2 separate regions of the Zea mays genome follow, and region 2 is linked to region 1. The links are chromatin contacts, called in public Hi-C maps. All regions are on one chromosome and are shown on one strand. The core of a region is the stretch at or near the end of the contact, and the rest is flanking DNA. Distances in the headings are between cores, read along the strand shown.

What was found. Hi-C and Micro-C count contacts between places; a contact is called where the count stands out from the background.
Region 2: a Hi-C map of tassel shows a contact between it and region 1, with 2.4 times the contacts expected there. The contact joins the promoter of LOC103643556 here to the promoter of LOC100280736 in region 1. A contact is called at or near these places in 2 of 25 Hi-C or Micro-C datasets (ear and tassel).

The regions. Positions count from the first base shown.
Region 1 is chr1:245,255,305-245,262,153 of Zm-B73-REFERENCE-NAM-5.0, forward strand. It overlaps LOC100280736 (heat shock factor protein HSF30), which reads right to left and starts at 2,665. Exons shown (of 5, transcript NM_001153656.2): 1 at 2,117-2,665; 2 at 57-896. The coding sequence starts at 2,428. The coding sequence ends at 135.
Region 2 is chr1:245,531,195-245,538,043 of Zm-B73-REFERENCE-NAM-5.0, forward strand. It overlaps LOC103643556 (forkhead box protein L2), which reads right to left and starts at 3,504. Exons shown (of 5, transcript XM_008666725.3): 1 at 3,051-3,504; 2 at 2,862-2,924; 3 at 2,629-2,757; 4 at 2,226-2,357; 5 at 1,956-2,032. The coding sequence starts at 3,306. The coding sequence ends at 1,956.

The DNA of each region.
Region 1 (6,849 bases), core at 1,415-3,914:
GAAAATGTTACCAGATTTTAACAGGTTTGTGTCATTGAATTGAATTTGAAAAGTACCGGTTTGATCAGGATGGTCTGCAACAGTAGGGTAGGGAAAGCACCAGTGATTGTGGGGGCAACCATTAGGAACTGGCTCTATTTTGGGCTAGAAGAACTCAGATACCCCAGTTGTTGAGCAAGGTCATTCACGTCTTCAGTTCTTCCCTCCAACTCTGGCTGTCCTGCCTTGTCTCCAAAATCTTCGACCAAAAGCTCTGCCCAGAAGTCGTCGTTCAGCTCTGACTGGTCACTAACTTGAGTCAAGTTCCCATCATCTATGCTTCCCTTCCCAAGCTCCTGAATGTTCACTGCTAAATTCTCCAGCTCAGGTTCATTGAGCCCATTGAGAACACCTGACTCGAACATTTTCAACTGTGAATCAAGCTGTTCGCTTTCCCCATCACTGTAGAATGGTGTGTTGTCAATGGGCCGCCTTCTTTTCTTTGAGATGGTATCCTCGAGCTCCTTCCTCTTGTCTTGCTGCTGGGCCAACTGCTGGAAGAACTCTGGGTTCCGCATTGCTCTTGCCAAGAACCCCATCATCTGTACCTGCTTCTGTTCAGCCACTCGTAGCCTTTCCTCCATGGCTCTCACATGATCTTTAGTACTTTGCTGCTCCTGCCTTAGTTTTACTACTTCTGTGATTAAAATGTTCTTGTCACGCTTCAGCCTATCAATCTCCTCCTCAAATCCAAACTCACCAACCTCCAGGCAAGAAGCAGGGGCACGTTGCTGTCGCAATGGTGCCACAGCTGATGGTGGCTTCCTTCTCTTTATCATCTTCAGCAGGTGCCTTTGACCTCTGAGGAAACCTTCATTTGCAAACTCCCACCTGTCAGGATCAACCTTTCTGAAGCCCTGCAGGTTGCAATAGACCAGAAATGGTCATCAGCAGGTCAGTCATAAGGCATTATGTTCGCTTGGATGAGGTTCTCTGTAAATTTCAGCTTTTGTATATTTATATCTGCAATAACAGGGATAATGATAGGCCAGCAATATACTATAGCATGTGAAGGTGGTCAGTAGAGTCTTCTAGAACAAAACAATCTGATTCTTGGTACTTCATCCAGTATCTTGTTCCATCTAGCTACAATAAAAAAGTTCAAGAAACCATGTCAGGATTATAAATTTGCTGGGAGAGTTAATCTCCCCTCTCTTTGCCTCACCTGAAGATGAGGTTCACCGGAGAATGTATCATAAACACTTTCAAGGATGTATTTGTTTACAATCAAATGCGCTAATGAGTGAAAACGATAGCACTGAATCCCTACTGCCATAAACCCACTACACGACCAGATATGCTCAAAACATAATGCAGTAGGTCTGGTCAGAATCACTTCAACCACTTCGAGTCTTGTTTTCCACAACCTCAAAGAGCACAAAATACAAAATCACTTAATTGCTTCAAAATCTTGTTTTCCGACGCTAAAATGTTTCCTAACACTACACCTATATAAGTGAAATCAGTAAATAGATTCCCAGGACTTTTTTTTGGGGGGGAGGGGGTTAATACCCCTTAGGCCTTATTTGGATACTCTAGTATTCACCGCAATCCACGTGTGTTGAGGTTTATTAGAGTATAAATTAAACTAATTTACACCCCAATATATCTCAACACATGTGAATTAGGGGGAATACTAGAGTATCCAAACAAGGCAAAGGGCTGATTTGGTGACAAAGTAAAGCAAGGGATTTTCTTCCTATAGATCCCCTTCAATTCCTTTGTCACCAAACCAGCCCTATGTCTCTTCATATCTTAGCCAGGCATCCTCGATCTCATTGGGGAACCAGCTGCCTAAAATCAACAATAAAAAATGCACCAAATCACAACAATGCCTCACAACAGTGTTACATCACCTAAAACTTTAGTGAAGAACAAGTGCACAACAGATTTTCCTGTCCTAACATTGCAAACTAGTTTAATATACAAGTAATATTGCAGAGGATTCGGATGCTCTCCGCCGAATAAAGCAGCTTGCAATTGCAACCAAACGCAAATTACCATTAGCAAGCCCTGACCAAGAGAAGGATTATTTCAAAGGAAAGGAAGAAGGGGGGTTTGGGTTTTGCCGACTCACATAGGTGTTGAGCTGGCGCACGAAGCTGGAGAAGTTACTGTGCTTGAAGAGGCGCGGGAGCAGCCCGTCGGCGAAGACGTGCGGGTCCCAGACGATGAAGCTGTTGCCGGCGCGGCTCCAGGAGAGGACGGCGTCGGTGGCCGGGTCCTCCACAAGGTCGAACGTCTTGGTGAGGAAAGGCGGGGGACCCACCTCGTGCAGCCCCTCCATCGGGCGCGGCGCATCCCCGCCGCCACCCACACCGTCCTGCGTCGGCGGCTGCTGCTCCAGGAGCTCCTCCTTGATAATGCCCGGCGCCACCGGCTTGTCCATGGCCTCCGCCCAGGCCCAAGAACCCCGGCTCGCGGGAGCCAAGCGCCCAGATTGTGGCACGGAACACGGGGCAAGGACTCGATTCGAGCGATTAGGAGCAGGAATCGACCGGACGAGGAGCGAATCGGGTATTCGGGTCAGCGCTTAGGATATTTCTGTCGGGTGGGTAGGAGTTGTTGCAGGAAAGAGGATGGGGGAGATGAGAGATATTCGCCCGCTGTGAAATGGGGAAAAATGGTCGGTGAAATCGGGAGAAGGGCGGGCGGTGGCCGGTGGCCGGACCCCTAAATACCCCCACCGCCGTACCGGCGCGTCGAGACACGTCGCGAGGCTTGTGGAAGGTTCTAGACCACGCGGCGAGCACTCTGCCGTTGGAAGGTTCTGGAGAGGAGAGACAAGACCGGGCGGGCGAGAAGAGCACGATCACGATTCACGGCGGTGCAAGTGGCCGCGTGGTGGACTACTAGGCGAGAGCGGAGGCCCACGACGCATCGGCCCTGCCCATTGTCAGGAAAGTTTATTCTATTTTAATAACAGCACATTCGGGTACCAAATCGGCAAAGATTCCTTCAGGAGGCAGTACACTAGATATTTTTCTTTGTGATCGTGGCGACGCGTGTCGTCCTTTCTTTACGCGTTCACGGTGGATTCAGTAGCCAAGTGTGAATCATTGTAGCAAAGATCGTTTTGCCGGCAGTTAAAGCTTTGTATAGTTACATAGAAGTTTTCTTTTTTGGCGCAAACAGGGGCCGGAGTATCACATAAAAGGTAGGCTTATGTCCATCAAATTGTTGCGATTTTTATTTCTTTTCTTTGTTTTCGTATTTATTTGGTAGGCAAACGAACACTTCCTTCAGCTTATTGTTAGATAAAATGACGCAAATAAACTATGTTCTCTGTATTTCCTTCTGATGATCAGTGCATATATTTATACATCTCCAGCTTCGCTAAGCAAATATTTTATCAGGGTCATCAGTATTATCTTTTGGATCTTCACTATAAAATTCTTGTTATTAGAGCAACTTCAGTAGTTTTCTTATAGACTTCTTAAATCAACAATTTAAGTAGTTAACACAAAAACTCATCTCCAACAGTTCTCTAAATAAACTTTCTAAATTTAACAACTTCTCATCTAACCTTATTTACTCTCTACATTTGGCAACCATTTAGCAACTCTCTAAACAAAAATGTTTACTGCATTATGTAGATAATGAAGATAATTGATGACATTTGTGACTTTATTTTTTATGTGGATAGATACAAAACAAAACTACAACCTATATTTAGAGAACTATTGGAGAACTCGCATTTTTTACTCCCAAAGTTATTTAGCAACTTCTTAAATCTATGATTTAGAGAGCTAAAATTTACATAACTATTGGAGTTGCTCTTAACACCGTTTTTTCTATTAGATATTTAGAAATTACCAGGGTCAGCTGACCCCAAAATAAGGTCGGGCTTCGCCCTGCCAGCAGAAGCAAAGAAGTCTGTTCGGAGGTGTAAGAAAAATGGACCTCGGTATATATGACTAAATGATTTTAGGGTTTGATAATCAACATAACCTCTAAACTAATGTGTATGCTAGTGTTAATATTTGTAGTTCACGTGATGTGAAGTAGTTTTGGACTAAGGTATTATAGAATCCTAAATTTCACCACTAAATAAAATTTATTTACCGCCATTAGTATAAAATAATAACACTATTTTACATAGGCGGTATTACCTACTAAATAATAATTAAACAAGTTAAGTTTCTTCCGTCGTGACAATCTTATTACTCATTATTTTGCCCATAAATTTATCTCATAAATGGCAGCCTCATATACCCTCATAGTAAAGCTAGTTTATTGTTTCTCTGACGCTTAGCATCAAGACCATATGAACCATTTGTACTACTCCACCAGTAGCCAGTGCGGACCTAGGATTTTTATATAGAGTGTGCCGCAACAAAATTTTCATGTAGAATTCTATCTAATGTACATATAATTTCATAGTAAATTTGGTAAACAATTTGATATATAGATATAAAGTTTGACACTCAACAAATAAGCATGAAAATTGCATACATTAAACATAAAGATTGCAATAATACTACTTATCTGGCATGCGCTTCCTCAACGCCATAAAAGTTTCAATTATATCTTCTTCATTCACTTCGAAGAAAATATCTCTCTCGATGTATGTAACAAGACAATCATCCAAAAGACTATCACACATCTTGTTTCTTAATTTAGGCTTCCCCAAACTCATTGCAGAAAATGTCCTTTCAACACTTGCTGTCGCCACCGGCAACAACAATACCAATTTGAGAAGAAAATAAACCATATCAAACACCTTATGTCTCTTTGTTTCAACAAGCTTAACCGAGAGGTCCACAAAATTAGTTATGTCTTTGAATCTATCATCTTCTCTTATGCCATCAATATAATTGTCAAGTTGCAAGTCAAGTTTTAACAAGTCAGTGCTTGACATGTCATTAGGATAGAAATCAGCTAGCTTTCGTACCTTGTGTGCATCAAAAGAAGCAAAAGAGTTGGAAGGATCTAAGGCTGACATACAAGAAAGCAGCTCCATATTAGCCTCACTAAACCGTCTATCAAGCTCTAAGCTAATTTGATCAATGACCCAAATATATACTTCTCTTCTAAAGTGGTCATCATTGGTTTGGTTATGAACAAATCGTGATGATCTTCCATAAGGCTTATAATTTCCATCCATAGCAGGAACTAGGATATCATGTTTGTTGCAAAATAAAGTGATTCTTTGAAGGAATTGATCCCAACCATCAAGCCTTAACTGTTGCATTCTTCTCTTTGCCACATTAACAAGTGAAATTGCATTAATAATATCTTGTTCCCTTCTTTGCAAACACGCTGATAAATCATTGGTATATCCAAGAATAACAAACATTAAGTGTGCATCAAAAACAAAGTCAAATGACTCAAATGCTCCAAGCATAGAATGTATCCTTGTCCAATCACTTCTAATTGTAGTATCCTCTCCAAGAATCATGAGAACATCTCGGATTATAGGATACATAGTAATTATGTTGCATATAGTTTTGTAATAAGAGCCCCATCGAGTCTCACCAGGCCTAGGCAACCCCATCTCTTGATTCAATCCTCTCCCAGTTTCAAGTTCACTGCATTCAAGTGATTTCATGAGATTCTCAAGTCTAGCATCTCGAAGCATACCGTGACGCTTACAAGAAACTCCAACGATATTCAATAATAGAGTTACTTGATAAAAAAACCAGACACAATCATTATTTCCCTTGGCAACAACAACAAGAACTAGTTGGAGTTGATGTGCAAAATAATGGATATAATAAGCAGAAGGTGACTCTTGCATGATCAATGTTTTCAATCCTTTAATATCACCTCTCATGTTGCTAGCCCCATCATAACCTTGTCCACGAATTTGTGTCAAAGTCAAGCCATGACTAACAAGTAAAGCTTCAATTGCATCCTTAAGTGATAAAGAGCTAGTATCATCTACATGAACAACTCCAATGAAGTGCTCACATGGCCTTCCTAATGCATCAACATAACGCAAGCAAAGAGCTAGTTGTTCTTTGTGTGATATGTCACTAGATTCATCCGCTAAAATTGCAAATGGCTCTTCCCCAAGCTCTTCAATTATTTTTGTCGGCGTTTCGAGACCGGGGGGTCCCTAAGCCAACGAGTGAAATGTCGTCGCGTGCCCCAGCCCAGATGGGTCGGCGCGAGGCCGAGCGCGAAGGGGGGAAGTGAGGTGGCCGGAGATGGGCGTGAGAGAGGTGGAAATCCCGCGGCCTTCGTGTTCGTCCCGCGCCCAGGTCAGGTGCGCTTGCAGTAGGGGGTTACAAGCGTCCACACGGGAGAGGGAGCGAGCGGCCTCACGCGAGCGCCTGTCTCGTCCTCGTCCCCGCGCGGCCAACCCTCTCTAAGAGGGCCCTGGTCCTTCCTTTAATAGGCGTAAGGAGAGGATCCAGGTGTACAATGGGGGGTGTAGCAGAGTGCTATGTGTCTAGCGGAGGAGAGCTAGCGCCCTAAGTACACGCCATCGTGGCGGCCGGAGAGATTTTGGCGCCCGGTTTGTGTGATGTCGTGGCCGTCGGAGGAGCGCTGGAGCCTAGCGGAGGGACAGCTGTCGGGGCTGTCGAGTCCTTGCTGACGTCCTCTTGCTTCCGTAAGGGGGCCGAGAGCTGCCATCGTCAGGGAGCGTGCGGGGCGCCATCATTGCCTATCTGGCAGAGCGAGCCAGATGGGACGCCGGTCTTGTTCCCCGTAGCCTGAGTCAGCTTGGAGTAGGGTAATGATGGCGCCTCCCGTTGACGTGGCCGGCCCGCGCCCTAGGTTGGGCGATGTGGAGGCTCCTCCGAGGTCGAGGTCGAGTCCGTCTTCCGTGACCGAGGTCGAGTCCGAGCCCCTAGGTCGGGC
Region 2 (6,849 bases), core at 2,254-4,753, 280 kb after region 1:
TAGAAGTGTTAGGATTGGAACATAGGATGCAAAACGCTTTTTGTGGTAGAGATAGCAACACTTACACAAAACGTAGTGTACACATTCTAGTTTACATTTTTGTTTACATTTTTGCATAGGTTTTGTTCTAGGGACTTATTTGTGGCCTAGTTTAGCGAGAGTTTTAGAAGTTGTAATTCACACCCTCTTAGACGTCCTTGTTCCTTTCAATGTCCTCAATCATATACATATGAACTATGAAGCCAACCAAGGGTATTGTTGTCTTTTCCCTTCGTAATCTTAACGATCAAGTCTTGAGGATTTCCCCTTGCTCTTGTTGGCACCTTCGTCATGTATTTATGCCACTGAACTCAAGCTTGTAGCTTCAACTTTGCAATTGTGATGACCGCACACCGTCTCCAAATGAAGGTGTCCTTCGGCAATTACCCTGTTATACCTGAAACAGACTCAGGAATAATTGATAAGTTAATGTTTTAAGGAGCTTCGGTCAAAGAGGGCCCCCAACAACATCAATATCAAAACACATATTTGCATGTATGCACAACATCCAATATCATGACCTTTCCTCTCCCTAGTGTGGGGCCTTTCCTCTCTTTTATATGCCAAGGGATGGGTCAATTACAATCAAGAAGAAGAAAGAAAGATGAAATCTATGGGATGGGTGGTCGTGCTCCATTCTACTGATGTCCTTCCTCCTCCTCGTCTGTTCCCCTGTAGCCATGACCTTCCAGACTTGTCTTGACCGAAGGGGTTGCATGCAACTCGTTGGGGCACAGTGATCCGTAGCAGCGTCTGTCACTAGATCAGGCAGAGGGCCTTTGACAGAGTTGGTAGTATAGTGTCGCCTGTGGCGGTGATTCCCACCTCTGGGATGGACCAACATACCAATGGTATTTTCGTACCGCCATTATCAATCGGTTCATCGTGCCCCGTAGTCTGTCCATATCATCATTTCCCATACCTTTACGAGCGGAGTGGATGCTTATAGTTGATTTAGACGTAACAGGATGTCCTCCATTATTCTCCATGTTGCGATGACTATTGTGATGATGGGGGCTGAGTACAGAGCGGTAAGCCTCGCACGTTCGTCCCTTGAATTGTGTGTGGTTCGCCCGCCCATGTTCGATTTGGCCAACCTCTTTAGCCTCGGTGCAATTCACTCGACCCTCTTCCGTCTCGTCTGACCCCTAGGTGCAGGGGCGACGACAGGGAGGCAATGTCCCCCCTAATGCTCCCCTAATTCTATAAGAGATGTTAGTTTTTAAGCTAATTCTCATGTAAATGCTTCTAACAGCTCCCCTAATCTAATTTGGCCCCCCTAATTTTGGATCCTGGCTTCGCCCCTGCCTAGGTGCCCCTACTTTGTGCTAGGGCTAGAGGTGGATGTCACCCCGCAAGTTGACAACAGTATGCCCATGCTTGAGTGTTAGTTGGGCCTCGTTCAAGCCTTTTTGAGCAATTTTACTCATCGTGACCCATGGGCATTGGGCCTGGGGTTTTAACCTCGACAATATGGACGCTTGACTCCTTCCTCGAGTGTATGGGTTTTCAATGGGCTAGCTTGCGCAAATCAAGGTAGGCTCTGTACTCTCTCATTCTTTATATACTCCCTCCGTTCTAAAATATAATTTGTTTAAAATTAAATATACATTCATTAATGAACTTATGAATGTAGTTTGTATATATGTCTATATTCATCATCCTACGTATGAATGTTTTTAACCTCGACAACACGGAGGAAGTACTTTAGAATTTATTTGTACTGTATATATAAAAATAGCTAGCACCGCAACTTTACATAAATTCTGGTATTACAATTTTCTGTTGCTTCTGTTAATGACGGAGAAAAGGGTGACGACGCACAGTTGGTTGATCTTCTGTTTGGCAGCAAAATTCGTGGGGAAATGCAGGCTTGCCCTGCACCGGCCGCCGCACCTTCGGGGGACGTAGCGTGATCACACGACCTGAACCGTAGCAACGGAGACCAGCAGTAGCAGTAGCAGCTGCACAGGACTCGGCGTCGAAACAGAGCCTGGAAATGCACAGAAGTGGTGGCAGCAAAGAATCAGGCACTCTCGGGGTCATCGACAACGTACGTACGGACAGTACGTCTGTAGTTTGCGTGCACAACTGTCGGTGCAGTGAACGCCACAGCCAAGAAGGCCCGGCGTTATTTTATTTTTTTTAAATAAAGAGAAGTGGTGAAACTTCAGTTGCATTATTGCCTTTTGTGCCGGAGGGAGGAGGTGATGGCCCCGCCGGGCCATGGTCACCGGATGGAGCTGGAGCCGGAAGCGGCGCCGGCGCGGGCGGCGGGGGGCCGAGTCCCAGGTCGTAGCACTCGCTGCCGAGGAAACCTGTTAATATTTTTTGAGGCAAATCTTAAGCAATTTTTTATATTTAATAAAGGAAAGAAAAGTCAAGAGCTAAATAATTGGTACTTGTATACAAGTTACAATTAGTTTTATTGGAATGATCGTGGAATCTATTTCATAGTAAACATATTTTAAAATTTAGGGTTTGTTCATATTTTTTTATAAATCTAGTCAAGTTTGAATAGATAATGTTGTAGAGACATTTATTTTAGCAGCTAGCGGATGGAGTAGAAACGAAGAAGCTGTGTCATACAGTTGACGCAGGGGAGCGCGGTGAGGTTGAGCAGGTTGGCGTAGCCCGGCCGGCACTCGCAGCTGTAGCTGAACGGGGCGGCGCCCGCCTTGCACGCGCCGCCAGCTCCGCAGCTCACGACGGCGCAGACTGCCCGCGCCCGCGCACCCAACGAGATAGATCCAGCAACGCAATGTGAATAAGATGATGACCCATGCTCGATACGGGAAGTGGGGCGACTTAGCACGGCTTACCATCCGTGGGTGGCGCTGGCGTCTGGCTGAGGTTTAACTTCAAGCAGGCGCTGTCGAAGGAACCTGCATCGATCATAATAAGAACGAACACACATGCATGACGTGACCTAGCTACGTAATAAAGCAACCAGCATACTGTGTATACACATGTAGTGGCAGAGAGAAGAGAGGGAAGGAATCAACAGTTACAGTTGGGGACGATGCAGGGTGAGAAGGGAATGAGCTCCAAAACATGGGACCAGCCAGGGTCGCAGTTGCACTCGTAGCCGGGAGGAAGAAGGGCCGGAGCCGGCGTCTCGCTGCAGTTTCCCTTGCCGCAGTTGGCCGTGTCGCAGACCGAGGCGCCCCCTGCGTGGCGGGCGCCGCCGAGCAGAGCTAGGACTAGGAAGACTACGGGAAGCAGCAGCAGCAGCCGCGCGGCCGAGCATCTCGCTAGCTCACTCATCTTCTACCTTATGGTTCTCCCCCTTCTCCGGCCTACCGTGACGCACGCGCGCACGTCGCTGGGCTGTGGGCTCGTCCCAAGGAGGCGAGGACACGGCTGGGACATGTCAAATGTTCGCCGTCCATCGCTAGCCTCGGATGGAACGGAAGCGGCCGGACCGTTGCTAGGCGAGGTCTCGGAGCTGGCAAGGCGTATTTTCCCTTTGTTTCCTCCCCTCCGTCCATACACCGATCGAGCGGTGCGGTCCTAAGTTTTATCACCCCTGCTGACCTCGACCGTAGTTTGTTTGTTCGCAAGAACCCAAACTAATCGTAGTACGCGGCTAGCTGTTTATGAGCCGGTTTGGTTCAGCTTTTTTTACCAGCTTTTTTGAAAATCTAGCTGTAGAAAGAATCTGGCTGCGGAAAGAATCTAAGTATCATTACAATTACGTGTGAAGGAAGATAAAATGTTCATAGGGCTCAGGAACTAGAAAGTAACGGATTCCTACTATTACAACGACTCAACCGATTATGTGTTTATGTTGATTTTAGATGGTTTTTGCTCCAACGAAATTTATAGAAGCTGACTGAAAAACTGAGCGTTTAGCAGTCCGCAGCAGCTTTTGGTGGCCAGACGCTGCCAGAAACCGAAACAAACAGGCCTGGTTTTTGCTCCAACGAAATTTATAGAAGCTGACTGAAAAGCTGAGCGTTTGGCAGTCCGCAGCAGCTTTTGGTGGCCAGACGCTGCCAGAAACCGAAACAAACGGGCCCTATGACTTCTCATCATTTGGACGCACATATACAAGACATCTGTTAGTGTTTTTATATATAGCTTTGCACTAGAGGTAAATGGCAAAGGTCCGACGGCCTCCAAGGCAGCCGTCAGACATAGAGTTATACTGTAGTGTTGGCCCATATAAACATTTGATCAAATTTTAAGGAATCTTAACAGATAAGCTATGTAATATAGACTAATAATACGGTACAAAATGTTATCAGGGTATTGATATAGCTTATATGGTTAAATCTTATTTATCTATCTTAAGTTGTTGAGAAAAGAACGAAGACATGTCACACGCGTATGGTCCCTGAATCTTATACATCATTGCTAAGTTGCTATAGACTTCGACAAATTTTGCTACTTCCCTAAAACATAAAGACAAGAGTTTGGTATTATCGACCTTATTGAATTTTTAGATGTTTAAGAGAGGCAAGAGCTAAAGATGTCTGTGGCAAAAGTTATTGAGGAAAGTTCTTGTCGTACCAGAATTTTAGGGCAAATGCAGATATATCTCATATGTGTGACAGAATCAAGATTCATACATACGATGACTCAGTGTATAGAAACCAATATCACAACTTTATTACATAATAAAATGTTTTTTACGAATTATCTAAATAACAACTCAATAAAATAAACTAAATCAACATAGGTCTCTCCCCACTGACATAGTTGACTGCTAGGAGACGATAGGTTAGAGCTCTGCGAACTTGTTGTAATAGTCCTTCTCTGAACCTCTAGCCTGAGTGGTTGATAAAGCAAGAGTGAGTATATTTACGGTGGGTAGTCAACAAGCGTGTAAGAAAAAAGTATAATGTAAGGTTTATCAAGGAATAGTCTGAGGCTAAACATTAGCTTTTAATTAAGTTGGTCAAATTTTTATTAATAATTACTAAGTATAAGTATACACTAACCCAATAAGGGCTTGTTCGTTTTGCTCTCAATCCATGTGGATTGGGTGGGATTGAGTGGGTTCAAATTCTAAACAAGTCAAAATCTTTGTCAATCACATCCAATCCACATGAGATTGGAATAACCGAACAAGGCCTAAATGGTAATAACTAAAAGGTTACTCATAAACCAACCACATATATGTCAAGATAGAATTTACTTCCATATATTAATCATGTGAGAGGCCTAAGCCGCTCTTGACCATGAGCACAACTGATATATCAGTTTTACACTCTACGAAGGTCGCACTATTTACCATCAAGTCGTGTATCCCTTATAGCCTAGGTTAGCTAGAGTCATATACACTTCTAAGGTGAATGACAAGTGATACACTACGAGGCCTTTACAAAGATCCACTAGTATAGGAAACCCCACTACAGTTTCAAACTTAGGTGGAATAGGTCTTCCTGGGTTTGAAAAGCCATCACAGCATAATCAGACTGACACTATACATGAGCAACTCCTCCTCACTTACCCATTTTGGGTAAAATTCTCACACACTAGCTTCCCTAATTAATTAGCCAAGACCAGAGCTATAATAGTCCTATAGTTGCATCGTTTTCCTGGATTGGCACTCCATGTTCCAATTAAATAAAATGACCTTATCATGCATATTTAGTAAACCAATAACAAATCATGTTCAGTTTTTCATATATAACATTATCCCATAACCAAGTAGAGCAATAGTAAGTCTACCCAATAATAAGTAAAACCAGGTAATAACAAAGTATAGGATAAAACAAACTAGGTATAACCTATTAGGTTTCCATCAATTTAACCTAAATGTGCATGCATAAGTGGGAACATAATAGTAGTAAATATTACTAGATCAAAGAAATGTGATCAAGGACACTACTTGCCTTCTACTATGAGCTCCTACTTAGACTCTTCAACTTGCTGAGCATCAAATCCCTTGTATACTTGCTCAGCTATTTGTAGCGATACAAAAATTAAGTAGAAACAAAAATAACATTACAACAAACAGAGAAACAAACTGCATAAAATGATTCTACGCATCGAGACAATTTTGTAGGCTCGAGAACAACTAAAACTAGAGTTAAAATGTGAAAGATGTGAATTATACAATGTTATTTGTATATTAAAAATCATGTTCTAGGGGCTATTTTGCAAAGACTAGGGACCTCTACACAATTTACCTTGTAGATTGTGGCGTCTCTAAGTAAAATACCGTAGCTAGGACTATGGGTTCAGTTTTGGAAAAACTTAGGGTTTAATTTATAAACATTTAGACCCGTTTGTAATTACTTTTGAATAGCAACAAGATTGTAGGTTTATTTCCCAATACCCCATGGTCTCTTTAATAAAAAGTGTACGGCGACTTTAACGCGATGGAGCCCGAACCCTCGAATCTTCTATCTACAACTCACATTAAATAGCTGAAGGGGTATCCTATTGTCGGCGTTTCGACCCTGGGGGGTCCCTGGACCGACGAGTAAATTGTCGCTGCGTGTCCCAGCCCAGATGGGTCGGCGCGAGACGGAACACAAGGGGGAACAATAAGGGGAACCACGGCTCGTGTTGTCCTGCGCCCAGGGCGGATGCGCTTGCAGTAGGGGGTTACAAGCGTTCGCGAGGGAGAGAGAGAGCCTTGTTCGTCAGCCCGTCCTCCCGCGCGGCCACCCTCTCGTACGAGGGCCCTGGACCTTCCTTTTATAGACGTAAGGAGAGGGCCCAGGGTGTAGCAGCGTGCTAACGTGTCCGGCAGAGAGGAGCCAGAGTCCTATGTACATGCCGACGTGGCTGTCGGAGAGGTGTTGGTGTCCTGTTCATGTGATGTCGTGGCCGTCGGAGGAGCGCTTAAACCCT